Regions from separate parts of the Mus musculus genome. Here all the other regions are linked to region 7. A link is a contact called in public Hi-C, HiCAR-type, HiChIP or PLAC-seq and promoter capture Hi-C data. All regions are on one chromosome and are shown on one strand. The core of a region is the stretch at or near the end of the contact, and the rest is flanking DNA. Distances in the headings are between cores, read along the strand shown. Region 1 holds the start of Acsm3 (acyl-CoA synthetase medium-chain family member 3). Region 2 holds the start of 4930505K13Rik (RIKEN cDNA 4930505K13 gene). Region 3 overlaps Rexo5 (RNA exonuclease 5). Region 4 holds the start of Lyrm1 (LYR motif containing 1). Region 5 holds the start of Ppp1ccb (protein phosphatase 1 catalytic subunit gamma B). Region 6 holds the start of Tmem159 (transmembrane protein 159). Region 7 holds the start of Mosmo (modulator of smoothened).

Evidence for each region. Promoter capture Hi-C pulls out the DNA fragments that hold promoters and counts their contacts. Hi-C and Micro-C count contacts between places; a contact is called where the count stands out from the background. HiCAR-type assays count read pairs that join an accessible place to other places. HiChIP or PLAC-seq counts read pairs in DNA pulled down with a chosen protein or histone mark.
Region 1: an HNF4G HiChIP or PLAC-seq map of pancreatic cancer cells shows a contact between it and region 7. The contact joins the promoter of Acsm3 here to the promoter of Mosmo in region 7. A contact is called at or near these places in 2 of 39 promoter capture datasets (the C10 cell line and neutrophils) and 3 of 115 datasets of contacts at active chromatin or transcription factors (the 230-238 cell line, large pre-B cells and pancreatic cancer cells).
Region 2: a contact with region 7 is called in a HiCAR-type map of astrocytes, with 2.1 times the contacts expected there. The contact joins the promoter of 4930505K13Rik here to the promoter of Mosmo in region 7.
Region 3: a contact with region 7 is called in an H3K27ac HiChIP or PLAC-seq map of thymic regulatory T cells, with 4 times the contacts expected there. The contact joins the enhancer-like site here to the promoter of Mosmo in region 7. A contact is called at or near these places in 10 of 39 promoter capture datasets (the HPC-7 cell line, HPC-7-derived erythroid cells, cranial neural crest and 7 more), 1 of 15 datasets of contacts at CTCF or cohesin (large pre-B cells) and 5 of 115 datasets of contacts at active chromatin or transcription factors (bone marrow-derived macrophages, pro-B cells, stem cell-derived neural progenitor cells and 1 more).
Region 4: an H3K27ac HiChIP or PLAC-seq map of extraembryonic endoderm stem cells shows a contact between it and region 7, with 6 times the contacts expected there. The contact joins the promoter of Lyrm1 here to the promoter of Mosmo in region 7. A contact is called at or near these places in 8 of 39 promoter capture datasets (the 3T3-L1 cell line, 3T3-L1-derived adipocytes, the C10 cell line and 5 more), 1 of 15 datasets of contacts at CTCF or cohesin (large pre-B cells), 2 of 484 Hi-C or Micro-C datasets (CD4 T cells and embryonic stem cells), 5 of 115 datasets of contacts at active chromatin or transcription factors (astrocytes, bone marrow-derived macrophages, extraembryonic endoderm stem cells and 2 more) and 2 of 9 other capture datasets (adipose tissue and liver).
Region 5: a promoter capture Hi-C map of neutrophils shows a contact between it and region 7, with 4 times the contacts expected there. The contact joins the promoter of Ppp1ccb here to the promoter of Mosmo in region 7. A contact is called at or near these places in 5 of 39 promoter capture datasets (hematopoietic stem and progenitor cells, hippocampal neurons, liver and 2 more) and 2 of 115 datasets of contacts at active chromatin or transcription factors (large pre-B cells and stem cell-derived neural progenitor cells).
Region 6: a contact with region 7 is called in a Hi-C map of bone marrow-derived macrophages, with 15 read pairs. The contact joins the promoter of Tmem159 here to the promoter of Mosmo in region 7. A contact is called at or near these places in 12 of 39 promoter capture datasets (the 3T3-L1 cell line, cranial neural crest, embryonic stem cells and 8 more), 1 of 484 Hi-C or Micro-C datasets (bone marrow-derived macrophages), 7 of 115 datasets of contacts at active chromatin or transcription factors (the NIH/3T3 cell line, bone marrow-derived macrophages, cardiomyocytes and 3 more) and 1 of 9 other capture datasets (embryonic stem cells).

Annotation. Positions count from the first base shown.
Region 1 is chr7:119,759,593-119,762,292 of GRCm38.p6, forward strand. It overlaps Acsm3 (acyl-CoA synthetase medium-chain family member 3), which reads left to right and starts at 1,331. Exons shown (of 15, transcript NM_212442.2): 1 at 1,331-1,390.
Region 2 is chr7:120,154,682-120,157,381 of GRCm38.p6, forward strand. It overlaps 4930505K13Rik (RIKEN cDNA 4930505K13 gene), which reads left to right and starts at 1,434. Exons shown (of 3, transcript NR_130979.1): 1 at 1,434-1,511; 2 at 1,644-1,769.
Region 3 is chr7:119,834,876-119,837,575 of GRCm38.p6, forward strand. The region is part of intron 15 of Rexo5 (RNA exonuclease 5); the gene reads left to right. Among named protein-coding and RNA genes, the nearest start is that of Rexo5, 42 kb to the left of the region's middle. Within about 2 kb of position 1,331, at least 52 of the 459 cell types and tissues checked have an H3K27ac peak or open chromatin away from gene starts, as enhancers often do. A contact at or near this core is called in the HPC-7 cell line and thymic regulatory T cells, where this site is marked.
Region 4 is chr7:119,894,490-119,897,189 of GRCm38.p6, forward strand. Lyrm1 (LYR motif containing 1) reads left to right here and starts at 1,372. Exons shown (of 4, transcript NM_001285959.1): 1 at 1,372-1,401. It overlaps Dcun1d3 (DCN1, defective in cullin neddylation 1, domain containing 3 (S. cerevisiae)), which reads right to left and starts at 1,256. Exons shown (of 3, transcript NM_001163703.1): 1 at 1,069-1,256.
Region 5 is chr7:119,738,620-119,741,319 of GRCm38.p6, forward strand. It overlaps Ppp1ccb (protein phosphatase 1 catalytic subunit gamma B), which reads left to right and starts at 1,291. Exons shown (of 2, transcript NM_001370947.1): 1 at 1,291-2,451. The coding sequence starts at 1,509. It overlaps Gm39080 (a long non-coding RNA gene), which reads left to right. Exons shown (of 4, transcript XR_869910.2): 4 at 673-871.
Region 6 is chr7:120,101,093-120,103,792 of GRCm38.p6, forward strand. It overlaps Tmem159 (transmembrane protein 159), which reads left to right and starts at 1,334. Exons shown (of 5, transcript NM_145586.1): 1 at 1,334-1,423.
Region 7 is chr7:120,676,244-120,678,943 of GRCm38.p6, forward strand. It overlaps Mosmo (modulator of smoothened), which reads left to right and starts at 1,377. Exons shown (of 3, transcript NM_001164580.1): 1 at 1,377-1,627. The coding sequence starts at 1,522. It also overlaps a transcript of Pdzd9 not described here.

The DNA.
Region 1 (2,700 bases), core at 81-2,580, 920 kb before region 7:
GCAGAGCGGAGCGGAGCAGAGCAAAGCAAAGCAAAGCAAAGCAAAGCAAAGCAAAGCAAAGCAAAGCAAAGCAAAGCAAAGCAAAGCAAAGCAAAGCAAAGCAATGCAGAGCGGAGCGGAGCGGAGCAGAGCAGAGCAAAGCAAAGCAAAGCAAAGCAAAGCAATGCAGAGCGGAGCGGAGCGGAGCAGAGCAGAGCAAAGCAAAGCAATGCAGAGCGGAGCGGAGCGGAGCGGAGCGGAGCAGAGCAAAGCAAAGCAAAGCAAAGCAAAGCAATGCAGAGCAGAGCGGAGTGGAGCAGAGCAAAGAAAAACAGCATAAAGATCTGAAAGGATGAAATAAAACTCACTCTTCACACACAGTGTGACTATTTACATAGTAAATTTCCAGAAATCAAATTTGTAAAAGATCAATTTTTAAAAGGGGACCAATTCATTTTTTGTTTGCTTGCTTGCTTGCTTGTGTGACAGGCTCTTATCTATGAAAGCCATTGCTGTCCTAGAACTCACTGTGTACACCAGGCTAGCCCTAAACTCTCAGAGATCCACCTGTCTCTGCCTCCCAAGCACTGAGATTAAAAGTATGGGCCAACGTGCCCAGCTTATTAATTCCAGTATTTAAGTTGGAATTTGAGTTAAATTTGAGTTGGATTTTTATCATATACAATTGGAAGAGCCATCTGTTCACATATCACATGAAACATTTACTAGATGGCTAACATTTGTTACTAGTTAATATCTACACTGAGGATCCATCAGTAAATAAAGCAAAGTTCTTATTTTCAAAGTCGGTGTTCAGAAATGAAAAAAAAATTTTTTTAAAAAAGTTAAAAGCAGGAAAAAAATCAATGAAGATTTCTAGGTTGGGAAGAAAGGCCTGGGATAGGATATCTCACCAAATGAGGCTTTGGCCGTGGGAAGAGTTACAGGCCGGGAGCTCAAGGATCTCTAGGCTGGAACACGCCTGTGTCTTAGGCAAGCAGCGGGGCTGCTGTGACTACAGCAGAGCAGGAAGGCCGAGCGGTGAGGTCTGGGTCAGAGAAGACACCATGGCTTGTTACACTTCTCTGAATCACTGGCAAGCTGAGAAACACTGCCTCCACCTCTGAAGGGCTGAGTGAGGCATGTGTAAGCCCCGGATTCCGGTTGCTTTTCAGCAAGCCTTTCCCTCCTAGTAAAAGCACACGCACTGCCTTCCCAGCCTACTAAAACTCTGCTGTGTGTACAGATAACATTACCTGTTAAGAAGGTTAAGTAAGACAGGCCAGGGTTATGTAAACATTCACGCTCCTCCCACCAATATATCCACCAATTAAGGAAAGGCACTGCCGGCCAGTCTGACTCCTCCGTCAAACTCCGTCCACTTTGATCCACCACCAACACTAAAGCAGAGGTGAGAAGTTGGCTTTCTCTTCCATTAAGCGGGTCTACTATCACTCCAGCTGTGTGGGAAGCAGTATCTTTAGTGAGGATCCAATTTCTTTTCCTGGGTAAGACTTCCTGCAACAGTGCAGGTTTTCTTTATAAATGTTCAGCAAACAATACCAGCAACTTCAGAAAATGCTCTGTGAAGCCATGGGTGGCAGAGGGGTTTCTAAACTCAGAGTCTTTCAGCTGCCATGGGAGCACTGAGGAGGAGGTTGGGAGAGAGCACCCCCAGGACATGGCTGGCAGGGCAGCTGAGTTTTCAGCTTAGGCTTTTTGGTGAGATTTGGGTTTTAATAATGGCTTCGTATGTTTCCATGATAAAATGTTTTGGAAAAAAAAAAAAAAGCGAGTAGGAGCTTGACTGAACCCTGCTCAATGACAGATGGAAGTTCATCTTCTAACTATCCAGAAGTACACAAACTACCTCTTGAAAACGTCTTCTCTCCAGGACAAGGGATAATCTAAAGCAGTATATTGAGGGTGGGAATTAAGACAAGGTCTTTTTGTGGATGAGAACCATGGAGTTGTACTTTGCTTTGAGGCTGTGTATCTGCCGTTGTTATTTGGGCTAATCAGGGGGAAGGGCTTTGTGGAGATGTGGAAAGATGGAAGATCCCTCTGCCCTGCCGTCTATATGGACCCAAAGTTCTTATTTCAGATGAGACTTTAAGTTCTTTCAAAAGCACATCCATCCAGACAGTGGTGCCTCTCTTAGAATTTTTCTTAGCAAGATTTCATGGCTTAGTGTAAAATCTAGATTTGCCATGCAGAAGTGATCTTTTCTTTCACCTGCAAGGGATTTTACAGATAGGAAAGTGGACATTGTAAGACAAGAGCATTGTAAAAGGCAGGAACTGACTGAGCCCTTGTTGGGAAGAAAGAAATAGTATGGATTTGATGAAGGGGTGTTGACATTCCTTTTTCTATTAAAAAAATGCTTAAGATCATTTTAAGTCCCAACTGATTGATCAATTTTCTGTTCTTTTTAAAAATGTGACTTCTAAAAATGTTCATTGAGATAAGTCCTTTTTAAAAGCATATTCATTGACAATTGCATACATACCTAATGTATTTTGATCATATCACCCTTTATTTCTCTCTTCCACCTCCCTCCAGCTCCCCCCAAGCCCCTTCTTCTCCCTGAGAAGGCCCTCCCACTCCTACTCTCACATCTGTTCTGTACTCCCCGAGTTTAATGAGGGTTTTTGCATGAGCATGGGTGGGTGGCTATTTCCTTGAACACGAGTAAGTTATCAGTGGCTACACCAATGTACT
Region 2 (2,700 bases), core at 184-2,683, 520 kb before region 7:
CTAACAATGGGAGCAGTATGTCTCTGACTCTTGCCTTCTCTTGGGACTCTTTCCTTCTGTCAGGTTGCCTTGTCCTGCCTCTATCTGAGGGCTTTTTGCCTTGTCTTACTGTATCGTGCTTTGCCAAGTTTGGCTGTCCTTTCTTGGAGATCTGCTCTTTTCTGAAGTGGAGATGGAGGAGGAGTGGATCTGGGAGAAGAGGAGTGGAGGGAAGGAAACTGAGGTCGGGATATGAAAGAAGAATCTATTTTCAATTAAAAATACTTTTATTTTTCCTATTAATGAAACGTATAGTTTTGTTTGTGAAATTTTCAGGAGGTTGCAGGAATGGAGAAAGGTCTTATATGCTGTGTTAGTTAGGGTTTTATTGATGTGAACAGACATCATGACCAAAGCAAGTCTTAAAAAGGGCAACATATATTTGGGGCTGGCTTACAGGTTCAGTCCATTATCATCAAGGCTGGAACATGGCAGCATCTAGGCAGGCATGATGCAGGAGGAGTGGAGAGTTCTACCTCTTCATCTGAAGGCTGCTAGCAGAATACTGGCTTTCAGGCAGCTAGGAGTAGGGTCTTAAAGCCCACACCCACAGTGACGCACCCACTCCTACAAGGCCACACCTCCAAATAGTGCCCCTCGTTAGGACAAGCATATACAAACCATCACACATGCCTAGGCCCTAAGCATGTCTCATTGCCACTTTAGCATCCTCATGTGAGATCTCTGTATAAAAGGAATATTGTTTCCATATAGGTGACCGTAACAGCTCATTTTGTCAATTGTGCAGGAATTCCTTAGTTTCAGCTGCTGAGAGAGTCCAGAGGGAGGGTTCCTTCCCCTCCTTGCATCCCCTAATGTTCCTGCCTTTCTGTCCTGCCTCCTCAGTCTTGGTGTGGGTGGCCTTGTTTTATTGAGTGTTCATCTCTACCTTCTCACTCGAGGCCTCCATGGGTTCCCATCTCCTCTAGTTCTGATGTTAAATGTCCAGCCTCTGGAGTCAGCTTAAGGTCTGGCAGGGCTTTGGGTTACAAAATGAGGCTTTTTGTCTCCAGGTCTGTCCTGTCTGATTTCCTCCTGTTCTTGTTCTTTTTTTTTTCTCCTTTGTGGCTTTTTAAATTAAAGTTCTAGTCCCTGAAGTTGCACCTCTTGCCTGAAGCTGTCATCGGTGATAGATAATAGCACCGTGTTTACCTTGACAAAAATGAGAAAATAAAATGAGAATGGAGGATTGTTTGGCCTATTAGTGTTAGCATTTTTTCACGATAAAAAATAATAAGCTGTTTAGCTGGTAAAAATATGAAATAAAACAACTTTTTATAAGGCATCTGACAGTGCTCCTTGATACCCCCCAGAATCTGTGTGTGAAGTAGGCTGGATGTAAGGAGACAGCTTTCTCTGAATGGTGAAAACTGACAGTTGACTAACTGCCCACCAGAGCAGGATTCCAGCCCGGGACAGTGAAGACTACAACGGGCCTGGGAAGCCCCGGTGCTGTTAAAGCTCAAGCAAAGGTCATTGCTATGCCCGTCAGCTTTTCATCATAAGTACCCAGAGTCTATTAAGTTTCTTCAATTTAAGGATTAGTGTTTTGCTTATATAATATCTTTAAAATCCTACACCCACTAAACCAAACACACCCACAGGCCATGTTTATACCACCAACGAAGGGCATTTGATTCCCAGCATTATGGAGACCATGTGGATTGTGGCCAAGATGCAAGTTCATCTAGTTAGCAGCTGCAGCTCCTCCTTGCTAAATTCGGAGTCAGGTGAGTCAGATGCATGTAAGCTTGGTCCCAGGAGGCAGAGGCTTATCCTACAGAGGTCAGCATCATCACAGTTTCAGGTAAGACCTGGGACAAGAGGGGGGAGGGGAGGGGGAGGGGAGAGGGGGTGGACAGGGGTTCCTGTTTTCTCTGGTTCTAGTTGTTTTAGGTTTTGGGCTTTCCATTCTCTTTATGGTTCATGTACACTCCCACTCCCAATGGCTGACTTCAGTTGCATCTTGTATCAGGTGCAGGAAAAAAAAAAGTCGTAGTGATAAATCCCTTACCCTGGTTCTTCCAGTGAGGTCTGCTTCGGTGCTCAAGCCTGATTTGGGGCCTGTTTGTGAGCCCCATAGTACAGGTGTAGACTTGCAGACACTCAGGGTCACCATTGTTTCTGCAGTTTATTTAGAGCTTTGAGTTGGAGCTTTGAGTGAGGGCTCAGGTCATTGATTTATATAAGTGACTCACTTGTGGCAGAATGCTGTTGATTGAAATTTCCAGGTCATAAGGCCAGTGACAAATGAGGAAGGAGAAAAAAATGTGAAAGGAAGGGGGGAATTTGTCCTGCCAACAAAGCCAGCTCGTTCATTAGAATTTAAATTCATTGTCCTTGCTTAGACTAGCCAGTATTCAAATTTTAAAGGATTTGTTTTTTGAAGCCTTTAGAAAAGTCCCCACTGTTACAATGTATGCCATCTGGGATTTGGCATTTATAAAATGTGCTGTTAAGAAACGCCAAGAGATTCCTCATGTAAACCAGATGGTACAATAACAATTCTGTCTTTATTTTTTCTGGCAGAAAAAAATGGGGCTTTCAGTAGCTTGAAACTTATGTGACTAAATTAAGCTCTATCAATACTTGAGGGGCATTACAATTTCAACAGGCAACTTATCCACCTAAATATTTTCATCAGTGTTTTTGTTTGCAGAA
Region 3 (2,700 bases), core at 81-2,580, 840 kb before region 7:
TTTTAAAGAAAAAGTTATTTAGTATATTAAAGGTACTGTAGGCCTGCTTTTCTTATTTTATTTATTTATTTACTTATTTATTTTTTGGTTTTACGAGATAGGGTTTCTCTGTAGCCCTGGCTGTCCTGGAAGTCACTCAGTAGACCGGGCTGGCCTCGAACTCAGAAAGTTTCTCAGAACTCTGCCTCCCGAGTGCTGGGATTAAAGGTGTGTGCCACCACTGCCAGCACTTTTCTTATTCTAATTTCCCAGTCTCTTGGAGTAAATTTTGTATACTGTTTTTTTTTTTTTATTATTTATTTACTTTATATCCTGATCACAGCTTCCCTCTCCCTCTTCTCCCAGTCTCTCCTTCTCCCCCACCCCATGCTCTCTTCCCTTTCTCCTCAGAGAAGAGGTGGCCTCCTATAGATATCAGCTTGTCTTGGTGTATCAAGTTGTACTAGGACTAGGTGTATCTTCCTCTATTGAGGCTAGACAAGGCAGCCCAGTTAGGAGAAAGGGATCCAAAGGCAGGCAACAGAGTCAGAGAAGGCCCTGAGGAACTATGTCTATCCCATACATGTTCTCTGCTTAGTGGTTCAAGCTCAGTGAGTCCTTATGGGCCCAGGTTAGTTGATTCTGTAGGTTTTCCTGTGGTTTCTTGACCTCTCTGGCTCCTTTAATCCTTCCTCCCTCTCTTCCAAAGACTCCCCATGTTCTGCCCAATGCTTAGCTGTGGCTCTCTTCATCTCTTTCCATCAGCTGCTGGGTGAGGCCTCTCAGATGACAGTTACCCTAGATTCCTCTCTGCAAGTACAGCAGACTATCATTAACAGTGTCCGGGATTGGCTCTCTCCCATGGCATGGGTCTCAAGTTGGGCCAGTTATTGGTTGGTCATTCCATTGATCTCTGGCCAGTTATTGGTTGGCTGTTCCATTGATCTCTGCTCCCTGCACATATTATAGGCAGGAAAAATTACAGGTCAAAAGTTTTGTGGATAGGTTTGTGTTGCCATCCCTACTTTGGAAGTCTTGGAGATGACCTGTTCAGGGTCCATATCTCCTATTGCTAAGGAGTCTTAGCTGGGGTTACCCTCAGAGATTGCTGGGAGCTTCCGTTTTCCTAGCTTTCTAGCTTCTCTCAGAGGTGCCAATTCTCTCTCCCTCTTTCTTCTCAATACTTGATCCCTCCTGTTATCCTCCCTACCCCTTCTCGTACCCAGTTTTCTCCGTCAGTTGATCCCCAGTGTCTGTTTTATTTCCCCTTCTCAGTGAGATTCAAGCATCCGCCCTTGGGCCTCACTTGTTATTTAGCTTCTTTGGCTCTGTGGTTTGTAGCATGGTTTAGAAATGAGTACTTACTTTGAGTGAGTACATACTTTATCTTTCTATCTGGGTTACGTCACTCAGGAAGACCTCTTCTAGTTCTATTTCCCTGCAAATTTCATGATTTCATTGTTTTTAATAGCTGAGTAATATTTCATTGTGTAAATGTACCACATTTCTTTATTTTTTCTTTAGTTGAGGGATATCTATTGTTTCCAGTTTCTGGCTATTATGGTTAAAGCTACTATGAACACAGTTGAACAAGTGTCCTTGTGGTATGGTGGAGCATATTTTGAGTATATGCCTAGGAGTAGTGTAGCTGGGTCTTGAGGTAAAACTATTTCCTGTTTTCTAAGAAACCACCAAATTGATTTCCAGAGTGATTGTACAAGTTTGCTCTCCCACAAGCAATGGCTGAGTGTTCCTCTTGGTCTATTTCTTCACCAACATGAACTGTCACTTGAGTATTTGATCTTAGCCATACTGACAAGTGTAAGAATCTCAGAGTCCTTTTGATTTTCACTTCCTTGATATTGAACACTTCTTTAACTGTTTCCTAGCCATTAGAGTCCTCTGTAGAGAACTCTCTGTTTAGCTCTGTACCTCATTTTTTAACTGGATTATTTGGTTTGTTAATGTCTAATTCCTTGAGTTCTTTATATATTTGGATATCACCCTCTGTTAGATGTAGGGTTGGTGAAGATCTATTCCCATTCTGTAAGCTGCTCTTTGTCTTATGTCAGTGTCCTTTGCCTTGCAGAAGCTTTTCAGTTTCATGAGATCCCATTTTGGTGTTCTGTTCAGAAAAAATTTCCCCTATGCTCTTGCGCGCGCTCGACTGGCCAGGAAGAACGACGCTGCAACAGGATCCTTCTGCACACGTTTATTGGGAGAGCTTGATTGTAGAGGCGAAAAGACCTCGAGCCCAGAACTGGTGCTGCTTTTATAGGCCTAGGACAGGCGTTCTCTCTCATCTGATTGGTTAACTTGTCTCTCATCTGATTGGTTAACTTGTCTCTCATCTGATTGGTTAACTTGTCTCTCATCTGATTGGTTAACTTTTGTCAATTCTCAAAACCTCACCTTGGCAAAAGAACCTTTACTGGCTATGTATGTGTGGTGGCCAGCTGTAGCCAACTGCCACTCTGCAACTGCCACTCTGTAACTGCCACTCTGTAACTGCCACTCTAACTGCCACTCTGTAACGGCTTCCCACACTATGCCAATCCATTTCAGGCTCTTTTCCACTTTCTCTCCTATTAGATTTAGTATATCCGTTTTATCTTGAAGTCTTTGATCCACTTGGACTTTAATTTTGTGCAGAATGATAGATTTGGATCTATTTGCATTTTTCTACTTGCAGACCACCAGCTAGACGAGCAACATTTGTTG
Region 4 (2,700 bases), core at 122-2,621, 780 kb before region 7:
GGCATAAAAGAGCTATTGTCCAACTGTAGAAACAAAAACAGTAATATAGGGTTTTCTGTTCTCTGAAGTGCATCATGAAGTGTGGGTGGAGAGAAACACAGAAATCCAGAATTAGCCTAACATCAAATCATTTTTGGAAAGAGTTGACAACATGTAAATTCCTCACATATAAAGTATTTAGAGCGAGAGACCTTGATTCCTGGGCTATGAAGCCACTTATGATGCCTTGGAAGAGCTCTGGAATTCTAGTATTCATAAAAGAAAATGTTCATTATAATCGGGAGCCAGGCGGCGTTGTGAGGTACTCCCCAATGTGACACAGACCATAACTGAAGTACTACAAAGCTTGCAGTTAGGAGCTGGGATAGAGGCTGAACACCAAATTCAAAAGAGGTAGCTGAGGTACTAAGTGCCACAAAGGGGAGAGGGTGTCCACGACTGCCACTTAACCACAGAGAATTAAAGTATGAAACAGAGGTGTGTATGAGGGGAGATAAGAGATGGGGATGGAAAAAACAATACATTTGTCATCCCGTCCCACTTCCTAAACAGGATATAGGCAAACCCTCCAGCCCCATTACCTCAGGCACAGATGGTTATCGTTTATAGCAAAGGTGCACTGAAAGGCCTTCAGGTCTGAGCCCCTTAATTCCAGAGCTGTTAACGATTACAGAAAAGGATGGGGGTGGGGAGAAAAATCAGGGAGGGAGCTGCAGATTCACCCACCACCTCCCCCTTGGGCTCCTACCTCACGGCTCTTACCCTGGACTTTCAGCTCAGAGTCTGCAGACCCTCCCCGGGGATCTACAGCCCCAGGTCCCCAGGCCCGGGATTGAGGGGTGCTGGCGATGGACAGGCAGGGACAGTAGGTAAGTTTTCGGAGCCTTGCGCTTGACAAGCCACAGGCTCCCCTCACAGCCTCTTCTTCCAGAGGGACCAGTCCAGACAAGGCGCTGATATGCACTCCTCCCTTTCCACCACCACCCCCTTTCTCGAAGGAACCGAACCCCCGCCCCTTCATCTCTCAACGCTCCCCCCTTTTCCTCAACTCCCCCCCTCCAAACTCACAGCTGCTCCAGAGGTTCCTCCAGTCAAACCCTTTCTGGAAACGACGGCGGCCCGGCGGGTCCAAACTACCTACCATCCCCGCTTGCGTTTCCAGGCTCCCTACCCCCGCCGCCGCCGCCTTTTCTGCCACCGCGGCCGCCGCCTCCTCCTCATCTGCAGCCCACCGGCGGCGGCCGCCCCGAAGCCCCGCCCCCTCCATTGCCTCCTGCATCATCACTTCCGGTAACCCCGCCGGCCGCTGGCTCGAGGAGGGAGAGAATGGGAGAGGGGCGGGGACAGGAACGAGGAGGGTGACGTCACGACGTACGCGAGGACGTCCGAAGCCGTCTCCAAGTAAGGGCAAGGCGGGGAGCGGCGGAGGGTGGGCTAGGAGCTGGGCCAGGCCATTTTCTGACTAGAAATGGGGCAAGGGGATAACGAAAGGGTGAAAGGGAAGGCTGGAGGAGAGGGAGGTTAGCTCAGTTGTTGAGTGCGGCGGGGAGTCGGCTAAATCTGGAAGTTTCAGGAGGTTTGAGACGACCTCTAACCTGGGCCTCATGCTAACACAGCGGTCCGCCCGGTGGTTTGGCCCGGCCTGGCCTACTGGACCTGCTGGATACAGCCCGGTGTGGCCAAGGCTCGGCAGAGCTCCTGGCACCGCCTCTTCCCAGCCGGCTCCTGTGGGTGGGGAAAAGCAGGAGTGACGCTGAGTGAGTGTAAGGATGGAGACGCCGGCTCCAGTCGCGGGGGACTGGGGAAAGGGGTTGGCTTCCCAGGGCCAGGGATGAGATGCCGGTGTGGGGTTGCTAGGAGACGCGCCTGTATGACCCCAGCCTCGCGAGGGCGACTGGTGTCATCGCTGCTGGCCTCGGGAGACCTGCCTAAGGGAACTGGCACGTGGGAGAGATCCTGCCTGGGACCCTTCAGACTTTTCGATTATAAATGGAAGGCGACGGGGCAGTTGTAGGAGGCTGGAGAGGTGCTGGCCTTGAGAAAGGCCACCCAAACGATCCCGGATGTAGGAATCAGACTTCAGGTGATGATGAAGGCTAGTTTCATTACTAAGATGAGCAAATGACAAAATGAAGGAAGTCTTGTTTCTGAACTTTTCATTAATAAGTAAATGAATGCAGAGAATAGCAGCTGCCCCAGAAGCTGAATGGTGTGGTGAGAAGGCCTCTTCCAGGTTTAAGAGGAAAAGAGAATGGGAGAAGGAACTGCCTTGTGGGTAACATTTTAAACAAAAGGCAGACGAGAAAGAAGTCTTGGAGTTGCAGAAATAGCAAGGTTTTGGCCTTTGTATTACTTCCCTGAAGTGTAATGAATGACCAAACCTTAATTTACATTTAAAAAAATTGCTGCTGGATAAAAGAAGGTAGTTAAAGGGCTGTTGCTAAGGCCATGAGAGATGACAGTGGTGGAAACATGGAAATTAAGAGAATTGATTCATAATGTATTTGGGAGCTTGAGCATTCCAGACTGAATGCTGAACTGGATACGAAATGTATGGGAGAATGTGAAACCAAAGATGTTTCTCTAGAGAAAACAGTTTGGGAAGGAATCTCCTATGCTCTCTGGAACGTATGTCCAGAGTCATTTTACAGCCCATGAAGATGTCCAGAAATGAGACGGACAAGCTGGAAGACAAGTCAT
Region 5 (2,700 bases), core at 41-2,540, 940 kb before region 7:
GTTTTTAAGCTGTAGAAATCAGTAAAGCTTTGCTACTTGCCACCAGAGCAGCAGTCCGTCTGTTTCTTAGTCAATCACCCAGTGGTATCAGCTTATGCAGATGCAGATTCAGTCCCCAAACTGCCTCCTGCCTTAGGATTCCCCTTGGCTCTGAGCAGCAACAGAGGCCCAAAAAGGAAGAAAGGTTCACTTTGTGAATTGGGCCTCCTTGAAGAACCACTGTGGTTAACGATACCACTGGAGACCTTGTTGGTATCTGTGGTCCATACTATGGCCCCGGGCATGTTATAAGATCAATGTGGTCTTAGGCAGTCTGCACCTTGCCTGATGCCTGGGACAGGGTGTGCTGGTGGTGGTGGATGAGGTGGGAGGGGGCCCTGAGACCATGTTGAGGCCCATGGTACTGAAGCCCATGCAGATGTATGTGGTCTGGTAGAGCTGGCCCTGTCCCTCACCAGCCCACACCACTGTGGTACAGGAGGTGGCATGAGTGCAGAAGAGCTGGTCACTCCCCTCTCTAGTGACCTCCATGGTCTCCTCGGTTGATGGCTTCTAGCATAGATGCAGGCTGAGAAAGGCTCCTCTCTTGGGGACTGACCACTAAGAATTTGACCTGCTCCAGTGAGTACATGGACAGCATAAAATAGAGTTGGATTTTTTTTTTTTTGATAGGCACCTCACAATGTATCCAAGGTCACCCTCAGACTGGTATCTCCCTGGCTCTCTACCTCTTTAGTGCTGGAATTGCAGGTGTGTGCCAATGGCCCCTGGTCGGCCTTCCTTTCTTTCTTTCTTTCTTTCTTTCTTTCTTTCTTTCTTTCTTTCTTTCTTTCTTTCTTTCTTTCTTTCTCTCTCTCTCTCTCTCTCTCTCTCTCTCTCTCTCTCTCTCTTTCTTTCTTTCTTTCTTTCTTTTTTACATACACACAATATTTTATTTAGCCATAATGAAATTGTCAAACTTGTAGGAGAATTGATGGATCTGGAATTATTTTATGCTGAGCAAAATAATCCAGACTCAGAATAACAAACACTGCATGTTTTTCCTTATATATAAATATAAAATCTAACTTTTGATGTTTATATAAATACATGTATATATGGATATGTAAATTTGTGTACATAAATGTGGATATAGGTGTTGAAACTAGAAAGGGCACATTAAAAAGAGGATTGAGCAAAGGAGAAGTAATAAAACACATGAGACAGGAAAGAGGGGCTACTGGGAGTGAAAGGGTACACAAGGGGCCGGGGGTGGGGGGGGAGGGGAGGATCAGCAAAAACGTGGAGCTTGCTCGTGGTTCCCAGTGGCGAGAGGAGGAGGAAGCCCGGAGCGGAGCGGGGCGGCTGGGGGGGGTGGACCCGCCGCGGCTGCTGCTGCCACCGCCGCCGCCGCCACCACCGCTCGTGGGGCTCGTGGCGTGAGGAAGGAGGACGAGTGAGACCCCGGGGCGAGCGGGCGGCGGCGCCGCTGCTGCTGCTGCTGCGGGAGGGTCGGCGGCGGGACGGCGATGGCGGATATCGACAAACTCAACATCGACAGCATCATCCAACGGCTGCTGGAAGTGAGAGGGTCCAAGCCAGGCAAGAATGTCCAGCTCCAGGAGAACGAGATCCGAGGACTCTGCCTGAAGTCTCGGGAGATCTTCCTCAGTCAGCCTATCCTTTTAGAACTTGAAGCACCACTCAAGATATGTGGTGACATCCACGGGCAGTACTATGATTTGCTCCGTCTGTTTGAATACGGTGGCTTTCCTCCAGAGAGCAACTATTTGTTTCTCGGGGACTATGTGGACAGGGGCAAGCAGTCCCTGGAGACAATCTGCCTCTTGCTGGCCTACAAAATCAAGTATCCGGAGAACTTCTTTCTTCTCAGAGGGAACCACGAGTGCGCCAGCATCAATAGGATCTACGGATTTTATGATGAGTGTAAAAGAAGATACAACATTAAGCTGTGGAAAACGTTCACAGACTGTTTTAACTGCTTGCCGATAGCAGCCATCGTGGACGAGAAGATATTCTGCTGTCATGGAGGTTTATCACCAGATCTTCAATCTATGGAGCAGATTCGGCGAATTATGAGACCAACTGATGTACCAGATCAAGGTCTTCTTTGTGATCTTTTGTGGTCTGACCCCGATAAAGATGTCTTAGGCTGGGGTGAAAATGACAGAGGAGTGTCCTTCACATTTGGTGCAGAAGTGGTTGCAAAATTTCTCCATAAGCATGATTTGGATCTTATATGTAGAGCCCATCAGGTGGTTGAAGATGGCTATGAGTTTTTTGCAAAGAGGCAGTTAGTCACTCTGTTTTCTGCACCCAACTACTGTGGCGAGTTTGACAATGCAGGCGCCATGATGAGTGTGGATGAGACCCTCATGTGTTCCTTCCAGATTTTAAAGCCTGCAGAGAAAAAGAAGCCCAACGCCACGAGACCTGTCACACCACCACGGGGTATGATCACAAAGCAAGCAAAGAAATAGATGTCACTTGACACTGCCTGGTTGGGACTTGTAACATAGCGTTCATAACCTTCCTTTTTAAACTGTGATGTGCTGGTCAGCTTGCCCAGGTAGACCTGTCTGTCGGGCCCTCCTCCATTTGATTACTGCTGGCACTTGCTGGTTATAGCAGCAAGCCAAGCACTTCATTCTCAAGAGAGCATTTTGTTTTGAACCTCTGTTCCCTTTGTGGACAGCTCTG
Region 6 (2,700 bases), core at 84-2,583, 580 kb before region 7:
AGGTGGCCTTGTTGGAATGGTGTGTCACTGTGGGTGTGGGCTTAAGATCCTCACCCTAGTTGCCTGGAAGTCAGTCTTCCATTAGCAGCCTTTGGATGAAGTCATAGAACTCTCAGCTCTGCCTGTGCCATGCCTGCCTAAATGCTGCCATGCTCCTACCTTGATAATGTACTGAACCTCTGAACCTGTAAGCCAGCCCCAGCTAAATGTTGTTTTTTGTAAGACTTGCCTGGGTCATGGTGTCTGTTCACAACAGTAAAACCCTGACTAAGACAGACCTGTTTAGTAGCAGACAAGTACCTGGGCTTGCCCTTCTCCCCATTTAATGGGTAAAGAAGACGTGGCTCAGAAAGGTAATTTCAGCACACAGTCACACAGTCGTAGCCAGACTTGGGCCCTGAGATGGGGCCTCCACAGCCCCAGCCTGTAGTTTTCTGCTCTAAGCTCAAAGACAGTGCTTCTGACCTTGCCACATCCCCAACCCCTGGGAAGCATTTTAAGTTATCACAGCTGGGAGGGGCTGTTAATGTGTTTGTTTTTATTTCGTGGGTGGAGCCCAGGAATGTTACCAAGCAGCCCACAGTGCTCACAGGACATCTCAGAAACAGATTCATCCCATCTTAAATGCCAGTATTGACATTGAGTAACGAACGAGGCACCTCAGACTTGGAACCAGCAAACATGGGTGTCTCTATCACGGGTCCTTGAGACGAGGATTTGAGTTTATTTGTGAACTTAATCCTTCTAGCTCTTCCTTCGTTTTTGTCTTCAAAACTGTAAAACGGAGATAATCCATCTCTAAGATTCTCTAACTGCTAACACTTGCATTTGCGTAATGACTAGGACCTTCCAGTACAGGAGGTACCTAACTGATTGACTGGTATGACTTGAACTCTGGGGGCAAATCCAGAACTAGTTCTGTCTCTAAAACCCCTTCTTTGGTTGCCAGTTCTCCTAAGATGTGGCCCCAGAACTTTCACTCCAAGCCACTGCTGTAGGAAGAGACTGTCTCCAAGCGCTCATTTACTCGTTAGTCATCCTCTAGAATCCAGAAGTTTGTGGGGGTTGTTCCTAGAGTGTGTAGGAAGAAGAAGCAGGGTGGCCTAGCAAAGGTGGCAGCCGCGCGGCTAGCCATCTAGATACCGGATCCTTCCCAGTCGGGCTGGGTAGGCAGGGCGGGGACCCAAGCCTGGACAGATGGTCAGCGTCAGAGCTCAGCAAGGAAGAGTCGAGGGGCGGAGCCTCTGCGAGGGGCGGGGCAGAAAGGGCGGGGCTTCGGCCTTAGAGGAAGAGCGCTTGCTGGTGAGGAGGAGGAGGTCCAGCTTTCACCCCTAATCAGGCCTGCGTCCCTTCTTGTCTTCCTTCCACTTCGCTTTGCGCCCTCTGTGGCTGCAGGGCGGGGTTTCGCGGCAGCCAGCACCAGGTGAGAGCAAAGATGGGGTGTGGAGTAGAGGACCCCGGCTGGCTGAAGCCTCCCAGCTCGGCCTGGGAAGCGGAGGAGTTCAGGGGCGGTCGCGGGAGAAAAGCACTAGCTTCCTTCGCCTGTTGTTGCCGTCGGCTTCTGGGTTGGTGATGAACTTTGTCGCCTGGAGTTGCTGGGCGCGGGTAGGAGCTCATGGGGAGATCTCATCCACCATTTCCAGCCATCCCGTGCTTACCCACTAGTAGCTAGATTGGGGGCCGGAGGTGGGGGACGTGCGGGGAAGGCCACCAATGCCAACCCACGCAGAGGTCCTACTTCCTCTTGGGAAACGTGCATGGGAAGATGTAAATAAAGTCTTGTCTCGGCGTCCGCACCTTTTCCCTAGGATTGGTCAACAAGGGTGCTATTCGCCACAGCAGGAGGGAGCTACAGGTGTCAAAGGTGGGTTTGCCCCAGATGATCAGTGACGAGATGCCCAATTCCCCTGAGTTCGGATCTCCTAGTTTCTATGCCCCGTAGTCGTGATCAGACCCCCATCTGCATCACACCGGTTTCCTCCATGGATCCCTAGCCTTAGAACAGAAAGTCTCAACCCTCATCGGAAATGGGGACCAGGATAGATTCCCAGGCGCCCCGAAGGCCTGCCCCCATCTGGGGATTCGACCGGACCCGCAGCTGGAACGTTCGCGGTGGCGGTTTGCTTGCAAGACGCGAGAGTCCGGAGGCAAAGCTTTATTTGGAATCTTAGAAGGGGCGGAGCACGATCTTAGAGAACCTGGTTAGGCCCCCTAAAACGGAGAGTAGGCGGGGCACCTCTAGGCTGGTTGGGGTGGTGCCTTCCCACCTTCCCTGTGATGCTGCTCTGAAGAGGACCCTAGAAGGAGTAGATGGTCAGAAAATTGGTGGCTAGGTAGATGAGTGTGCCTGACTGCGGTCCTCCTCCGCATTCTTCCTACCCTAGCTTTCAGCAGACTCCCCAGACCGGTTCCGTGGCATTTGCATGTTTCCCAGGCCAAAGACGAGTTGTAATGGTGTATTTTGACTTGTAGCCCGCTGTAGAAATGTGATTAGGTAAACTGAAGCCTGGGGCCATCTAAATTCAGCACTAACTCGGAGCTGCTGCTTTAACAACATAAATAATGGTGCTGACGTTGGTTCTCCCCTGACCAAGGGGAGAGAATCTTTAGCTGGTGTGATGGAGGTGTGCATACTAGGCTCTGTAGTGTAGACACTGGTAAGGTGTGTTTGCACATAATGGGCAAGTGGTATATTCAGTC
Region 7 (2,700 bases), core at 127-2,626:
TTAGAACTTCCCCAGTCTTTAGAACAAGAAAGGGAAGAGCTACTGCAGCAACTGATAGGCATTCTATCTGGATCCCCAGGAAACATGAATTACCTGAGTCAGTGTCAATGGCAGAGGAAAAATAAATTATGTAATTAAATATGCACTTTTAAAAAAATACTTGCCCCAAGAGACCAATGTTTGGGCTGAAAAGTCTTTAGACCAGCAATCAACTCCATTTTCCCCAATCTACGTGGTGGCACTGGTGCCCATTACGAAAGGATGCTGGATTTGGTGGAATTTGAAACCTCCTGAGTTTTGTGGACATGTAGGCATCCCAAAAATAGAGACAAAAGTCGCTCTTCTAGGTCTTTCTAGAGATAGCTTAGGTGGTACTTAAGTAGAAAAATCATCTCCATTTGCTCTATGGAGTGCTAAGAAAGAGATGGATATAAAGTCAGGGTTAATGGTGATTTAGCAGAGAGCCACGGTGGAAGGAAACCTCCAGGGGGTAGCAAAATCGTAGACAAATCCTGTTATTATAACAATTCATATTATTGTTTCCTGTTTATGCACTAAATCTAAGGCTCTCCCCACAACCTTACTCTGTAAATATCACTAAACACCTGGTAGGGGCAAACTAACAAACATTTCAGGTTATTCTTCATCGCTTTCTCTGTTATCAGCAAGTTCTTCCTTCTGTCTGCAAAACACACACATCTGCTCATTTTTCTCTTTCTTGACTACCATAACTAAAAACCACAATTCTCTGTCTTAGACTGCGGGGCCATTTCTGGTGTCCCTACATTCGCTGCCCCTCCCCCCATTATAATCTATTTATACCACAGATCTTCACAAACCAAATAAGGTCATGTCACTATCCTGGTCGAAAATCCTCCAGTTCCTTCCCATTGCATCTGGAACAAAATCCAAATACACATTTGGTGAATTTAAAGACAGGATCTCCCTGTTTAGCCTAGGTTGTCATGGAACTGGTGTCTTTCCAGCTTCCGCTTCCCGAGAGCTGGGATTCGTAGGCGCGTGCCCACCCCGAATGCCACCTCTGGCCTCTGCCTACCTTTTCTCCTGCCACTCACTCTCTAGTCACACGGGCCGTTCTGCAGGTCCCTGAACCTGACATCCACTTTCTCTCTCCCCAGTGACTGTTTCCTTGTCTCTGGAACAGTCTGCACCTAATTCTCACTGGACAAATCTTTAAGATCTCAGGGGTCTCCGACCCGAACCACCGTAGCAGCCCCGAGCGCCGGGCTGAGCCGACGCCCCCTCGGGAAGGCTCTGCAGGGCAGTCCTGGGCGCCGCCGGCCGGCGCGCGGTTTCGCTTCCGGGTGAGGGGCGGGCGGGCCGAGCAGTTCCGGGGCGGGCGGCGGCTGCGGGTCCCGGCGCGGAGGGCGCGAGCGCGCGGCGCGGGCCGAGGGCCGAGGGCGGCGGCGCGGGGACCCCGGGGCCCGGCGGCCCATGGGGCGCGAGGAGTGAGGCCGCGGCCTGCCCTGCGGTGGGGGGTGGGGGGAGCGGGGCGGGGCGATGGATAAACTGACCATCATCTCAGGATGTCTCTTTCTGGCCGCCGATATCTTCGCCATCGCCAGCATCGCCAACCCGGACTGGATCAACACCGGGGAGTCGGCGGGTGAGCGGCGTGCGCGGGCCGGGAGGGTGGCGGTCCCCCGGGTCGGCGATCCCGAGGGTTAAAGGTCGGCGCCGGGGTGGGGGGGCCGGCGGAGGCTGTTTGCCGTGGCTCCCCCTTTCCCCTTTGAAGTGTCTGTGGTTATAGTCTTTGCTTTATTTTTAGGCCTGGGGGGAGCTATAATAATACTAATAATAAACTTCATTTTATGGAGCATCTTTCATTCCAGCGCATCTCACGCACACACGCGCGCGCTGGAGATATCTTAATAGTAGTTAGAAAATTAAATAACACATTAGAGTCGCAGGCAGCCCCAGAGGCAGTGCCTGCTGGAACGTTGGCGCTGGAGGCGGGTGTCTGTGTGTGTGTGTGTGTGTGGGGTGTCCTCAAGAAAGAGGCGGGCATCTTTCCGAAGGGTATCCCAGGTGAATGCGCTGGCAGGGTTCTCAGCTCCAGCCCTCCCTTGCTTCTCTCTTTCTCACCTAGACCTGCGAGACCAAACCTTTAATTAATGTACACAGCTGTCAGGAGAACTGCTCAGAATTAAGGAACGGTCTTGTATTTGAACTGCTTGTTCAGCGAAGGTGAAGGGGAATGAGGAGTGGGACCCTTCAAATGATTTCTTATAAAATGTATCGTTGTGCTGTCAAACTTCTTAAGTGCCGCATAGGGTTCTCAATTTATCCAGCAATATTTTTAGCTCTTAAAACAAAACAAAACAAAACGGTAGCTGGGACATTTGTTGCTTTCTTCTTCCTCTCTAACCTAGACCTAGTAACACAAAATCATGCTGCCAGATGTACTGGTTATTAACATAACACTGAAGAATTCCACTTGTCTTGGCTGTAGAGTTTTAGCAGAGCTGTTAATTGTAACACATAAAAAGAGAGTTTGGGAATCATGTGGAGTTTGGTAATACCTGTGGGCTGTTTCTGAAAGTGTTGCTGACTCCAGACAGTGTACTTGACTATATGTGTGAACAGACATTCAGTTCATTATCACCGTTGTTTTTACTCTGACTGTATGTGTAGAGACTCCTTTGTGAGACTTTCTAAGTATCACATGCTTAGGAGCAA